Linked DNA regions of Mus musculus: region 1 is linked to region 2. Evidence: chromatin contacts called from public HiChIP or PLAC-seq data. All regions are on one chromosome and are shown on one strand. Each heading gives the region's core, a stretch centred on a gene start, on an enhancer-like site or on the middle of the called end of the contact. The rest is flanking DNA. Distances are from core to core; before and after follow the strand shown. Region 1 overlaps Anxa11 (annexin A11). Region 2 overlaps Zcchc24 (zinc finger, CCHC domain containing 24).

Region 1 (2,700 bases), core at 116-2,615, 150 kb before region 2:
TCTCTCTAGCCCAGGGGTTTTGTTTGCTGCACTCACATATTCCCAGCACCTAGAACTGGGCCTTGGCATAAATTTGGGTACCTTCTAGTAGCAGTGTTTCCCCTAAACACACATTTGGTTTCCGATTATAAAATAACATCCTTTAAAAAGCAAAACAACAAATAAAAGCATGTACATTCTAACCTACCTGCTTCACGGCACCAAGACCCAACCAGAACAGCCTTGTACGTGCTCGCCCCCGCAGCTCTCCACACATATGCTCACCTCCCTGCAGGCTTCGTGCTCAGCTCATGAGAAATTCCCAATAAACTTCCTGCAGGCACCAGCCTAACCCAATCTCCTCGGACCTGAGAGACCTTCAGTGCCAAGAATCTCTTCCTCTAATATAGATGGGGGGAGGGGGGAGCCAGAGTAGGGTGGGTGTTAAGTAGATGACCTCATATTCTAAGTTGCTGCTCAGCATTCTATGCTCACAGAAACAGGCATGAGGTCTCCCTGAGAACTTGGGGTAAGCAGCCTTGATCCCTATAGCCCTGGCCCAGGGATACCTTGGCAGGGGCCTGACTTACCATGCCTGAGAGGTAGTCCTGGTTGAACTGCCCCGCATAGTTGGCTACGTTATCCAGCCCGATAGGGGGCATGCTGGGAGGAGGGTAGCCAGCACCTCCCCAGGGACCACCACCTGAAAGCAACACCAAGCCATTATTAGCTCTGTATCCCTGGCCCACTGACAGAACAGAAAAGAGGGCTGCAGAGGGGCTGCTGTGATAACCAAGGAAGACCAGCATCCAGCCAATGTTATAAAGACCCAGAAAGAATGGAACAAGAGGGCCAGGGAAAGCAGAGGAAGAAGGCAGGTCCAGCCCCAGTGGGGAGTCAGGCATGCTTTGTCCTCTCAAAGCCAGCACCACTGGGTGAGAGGACAGATCCATCCTTAGGCTCTGTGCGGAGCTGAGCATGTGACAGCCATGGACTCCAGGAATGCTGAGGATTCTCAGATGGAGAGAAATGAAGCCACGTCAGAGGGCAGGGACACTGTGAAGGACGGTATCAAGGAGCCCGTTGGGAGACCACATGGCTGGCTGTGTGTCCTGGGGCAAGGCTCTGAACCACTCATTCATGTCTGCAGAAGTGTGACCTCCAGCTGCTGAGGTAAGGGCTGAGGAGTTGACATGTGATGTCACAGACGGCAGTGTTTTTGCTGAAGAGGGGACTGAGGTCACTACTGCCAGATCAGAGAAAGGTCTAGCTTGGCTAGATATGCTCTGTGACAGTGATCAAGGTACTTCCCTGGTCCGTTTGTTCGTTTCTGCTGGATTCCCTCAATGGTAACTATCTTTGCAGTGCAGTGGCCCCTGTCTCCTTACCCAGAATCCCTCAGTTTCCTTACTACCATGGAAACCAAATGTTTTCAGGAAACAGTTCAGGGTAGGGCAGGGCAGGCGAGTCTTCAGAAGGAAGATTAGCTGAGTCACTGCCCCAGTTGGGTGGTCTCACCCCATCACCAGGGGATCCTGGAAGCCATGGGGAAGGGGATACAGAAAGGGACAGTGGCCTTTGGTATTGGCCTCAGTAGGAGAGACCCCGATGCTGCAAAATCCAAAATCATACTCCTTGAAACAGAGTGGGTGTGTTAGTAGCAACACTTTGCAGGATACTCCTGTAGGTTGTGACTCCCTGTCTTGTCCCCTGGGGACAGCCAGGGGAGGGAAAGAGCCGTCAAGCTATTTTGCCAAAGAGAAAGAGTCTCAGAGTAGAGCAGGCCTCCCCAGTCCTCTCCAGCCCCCAGTCTGCAGAAAGAGTCAATCCCCTGGGTCCTCTTACCTGGTGCAGCTGGAGGGTAGCCACCGGCAGGTGGAGGGTAGCCTGGGTAGCTCATGGCTAGAGCTGGAGAAGAAGAGAGAGTGCATTCAGATCATGTGGAGGGGCTCCGAGCAGGCCTGCTGAGATCTGCATCTTGGGAACAGAGCCCAAGGCCAGGCCACTATAGAAGGGATTGGCTTCCCATGCCCCAGCCCACACTTCCTGCGGGGGGGGGGGGGGGTGTCCCCAGCTTCATCAGGCCCACCCAGAGCTACAGGAGGGGACAACACCATAATCCAGCTGCCTGATTCCTTGACAACTGCTCCTCCAGGCCTGGTTTCTGTTTCCACCAACACGCTCTCTGACATCATATTCTAGGTAGAGCATCGCCCAAGACTCAGAGTCTACTTGTCCTTATTACTATCCTTCCACAACAATGAAGGACCCTGTTTCCCTGCATCCCATGTACAACCCTCAAGCTCACCACAACACCAACCAACACACACATACACACACACACACATACACACACACACACACGCGCGCCTCTGGGTCAGACCCAAGCTGCAAGATGCAAGATGCAAGATGCAAGCTGCAAGCTGCAAGCATAGACTGGCTGTCACAATCTTTAATAGCAGGTCTGTGTCTCTCCTGAGCATTCCACTAACATAAAATAACCTGATTATTGTGGGAGTCATCATTCTTGGAAACAAGAGATGCCCTCAGAAGGGCCTGGCAGGTACCAAAGCCCAAAGAAAGTAAGAGTTACATGGAAATGAGGCCACAAGGGCAAGAAAGAGCCCAGGGAAGCAGACAGAACACCTGCTCTCGCTGCCCGCTGTACACAAGTCTTCAGCAACGTCCCATGTCAATTAAAAGGCCCCAGAGGAACAAAGG
Region 2 (2,700 bases), core at 140-2,639:
ATACAGTAGCTACTGGTGCTGGCCGTCGTGACAGAAACGCCAAGCTTAGTTGGGTTGGAGTTGTAGCTCAGTGGGTAGAGGGCTTGTCCAGTCTGCACGAGGTCCTGGGTTTGATTCCCAGCACACCGTAAAGCAAGTATGGGGATGGGATGCAGGCCATGAGAGCTGAAGGCTGAGCCCTCATTTTCCTGTATTTACTTCCTGTCTCTCCAGGCACGCCCCAAAGGTGAGGGTCTGACGCCGTACCAAGGCAAGAAGCGCTGCTTTGGCGAGTACAAGTGCCCCAAATGCAAGAGAAAATGGATGAGTGGGAACTCTTGGGCCAACATGGGGCAGGAGTGCATCAAGTGCCACATCAACGTGTACCCGCACAAGCAGGTGGGTAGGCGGGGCCTGGGTAGGGGTGGAGCTAGCTGTGGGACTGAGCAGCCTGCAGTGGGTGGGGCTGGGGGAAGTCGCAGGGCGCTCTTTCAGGCTCCCTGCAGGGTGATTCTTTCCCCCTTCTGAGGCTTCACTGGCTCTCTACTCTGGAACCTGAAGCTGAGGTGTGTGGGTGGGGTAGGCAGGAAGGGTAAGCCATGGTGGATGACTGGGAGGACAGGGAATTAGGACAGCTCAGTTTCTACAAGTCTTCTAGTGTCTGGGTTCCGAGGATCTGGGCTGCAGGTCTGGGGGACTCACAGACTGTCTTATGACCTAGACAGAAAGGCAGAACCAGTTCGCACACTCAGAGGCAGAGGAACTGGACACGTGGCAGTTTTTCTGTGTGGGCCAGTGTCTGGCAGGACAGGCTAAGTATGGGGTCCCTTCCATCTTGCCAAGATACCCCTCGGTCCCTGATGGCTTTCCCTGCCTTCCTCCATCCCACATCCTACCAGCATAGCCTAAGTGTAGCCTGCTGACCTGCCAGCCTGGCTCTACACAGAAGAGCCCAATCTAGATGAATCTTTCAAGAGCTCGAAGCTCCATGCTTCCCACTCACCATCATCCAGCCAGTATTTGTTGAGCACCTACTGTGTGCTTTGGGAAGATTGAGGTACACAAAGGCAATAGGTTTTGAACAATCGCACCCTGCAGCACACACACCAGCCACGTTCTGGGTTCCTGGGTCCTTGTGTTCCTTTCTTTGGCTTGAGATTTGGGAATACCTCCCCCTTGCTCTCCTTGTGAGGGAGTGGAGCCTGTCCTCTTGCCCCTCCCCCAGTGCTGACCTGGGCCACCTCACTCCTCTGAGAAACCCTGCCCCCACTACATCTGTTTCCTGTCAGACTCCAACTGTGTCTCCCCCAGACAACCCAGCCCCCCTCCCACCCCAGAAGAGAGGAAAACACACGGGCTTTGCTCCCCTGCTGGGGGCTGGGGGTGGGGTGGGGCAGTTCACAGATCAGTCCCAGCTGCTGGGTGTTTCCTTCCACGGAGGGGAGTCATCCTGACAGCTCCCCCAAGCTCCCCACTGGCAACTTGAGGCTGCAGGCTGAGTAAGTCTTAGCAGCTGGCTAGAATCCACATTGACCAAGGCCAAGGAGAAAAACAGTTTTAAGGAACCTCAGGCTTGGGCCGGCCAGTGTAGGCCAAGAGTATTTCCCAAGGATTCAGCTGATGGTGGTCCTGCCCTTTCAAAACATTACTGATAATATTCAATATTAATACTAATGTATGGACAGTTCCCCATGAGCCAGGTACCCTTCTAACCACAACCCCATGAAACAGGACTTCTATTACGTATATTTTATGAAGGAGAACAATCATGCAAAGAGATGCTAAATTACTTGCTGACTGTCCACACAGACATTATGAAGTCTTTGTGGAGCTCGGTAGTTATAGAATCATTTACTGTCTAGTACACACGTGCACACACACACACACACACAGCTAAGCCTAGATGACACCTGTCACTAACCTGCTAGCTCAGGCTGTAGAAAGATGAGCTGAGGTAGCAGCCATCAGCCAATGGATGGCAGAGGTGGTGTTCAAAGCTGTCTGACGTGTGATACTACGAGCTGTGGACACACTGCAGAGACATGGGCAGAGCAGTTTTCCAGAACACTCTGCAAGCCTCTCAGCTCTCCTCATTGGCTCTGCCCTTACCCGTGGGAGCTCTGGATCTCTGTCAGCCCCTGGCATAGAAACCAGGACAGCAGTGCCTGGCAGGGTGGGCAGAGCAGTGCAAGCGAGTTCTCAGGACCACAAGGGTGGAAGCGGCCGCAAAGGAGGATGCCGCCCCAGGGACCGAAAGCCAGGGACCTGGAACAGGCTAGGAGAGAGCATGAGATCTAGAGCTCTGGGAGGAGGACAGGCAGCATGCCTGAGAGTATGGGGCTTGGGGTTCACTGTTTCCTCTCTGGAGTACTCTGGGTAAGACTTTTAAATGGCTTATGGTTTCCTCATCTGTGGTAAAACACCAGTCTTATGGAAGCTGTCCCCTTGAGTCAGCCTGAGTTCCATGGCAGTGCCTAGCCATACAAAAGGAGGAGCAGAGACAGTGTAGACTAGCCCACTCTTGTCCCTCTATCCCCTACTAGAAAGCTGGCTCGTGGAGGGCCTGGGAAGAGCTGAGGGGAGCCGTGGAAACTGACTAGACAGCTTGGGTTTGGCCTGGGGTAGATAACATGCTCCACTAGTCACCATCCTGAGCAGAGAGCATGGGAGGAGGCCCTGGGTGCTGGGAACATCCAAGATGAAAGCGTAGGGACCAGATTC

The links. HiChIP or PLAC-seq counts read pairs in DNA pulled down with a chosen protein or histone mark.
Region 1: an H3K27ac HiChIP or PLAC-seq map of epiblast stem cells shows a contact between it and region 2. The contact joins two enhancer-like sites. A contact is called at or near these places in 19 of 39 promoter capture datasets (the 3T3-L1 cell line, 3T3-L1-derived adipocytes, the C10 cell line and 11 more), 5 of 484 Hi-C or Micro-C datasets (bone marrow-derived macrophages, embryonic stem cells, megakaryocyte progenitors and 1 more), 9 of 115 datasets of contacts at active chromatin or transcription factors (CD8 T cells, DN3 thymocytes, T-cell acute lymphoblastic leukemia and 6 more) and 3 of 9 other capture datasets (adipose tissue, embryonic stem cells and liver).

Annotation. Positions count from the first base shown.
Region 1 is chr14:25,868,051-25,870,750 of GRCm38.p6, reverse strand. It overlaps Anxa11 (annexin A11), which reads right to left. Exons shown (of 15, transcript NM_013469.2): 2 at 1,825-1,887; 3 at 570-682. The coding sequence starts at 1,879. Among named protein-coding and RNA genes, the nearest start is that of Anxa11, 27 kb to the right of the region's middle. Within about 2 kb of position 1,365, at least 74 of the 459 cell types and tissues checked have an H3K27ac peak or open chromatin away from gene starts, as enhancers often do. A contact at or near this core is called in adipose tissue, epiblast stem cells and stem cell-derived epiblast-like cells, where this site is marked.
Region 2 is chr14:25,717,305-25,720,004 of GRCm38.p6, reverse strand. Zcchc24 (zinc finger, CCHC domain containing 24) reads left to right here. Exons shown (of 4, transcript NM_001101433.2): 3 at 214-378. Among named protein-coding and RNA genes, the nearest start is that of Ppifos, 17 kb to the right of the region's middle. Within about 2 kb of position 1,389, at least 89 of the 459 cell types and tissues checked have an H3K27ac peak or open chromatin away from gene starts, as enhancers often do. A contact at or near this core is called in adipose tissue, epiblast stem cells and stem cell-derived epiblast-like cells, where this site is marked.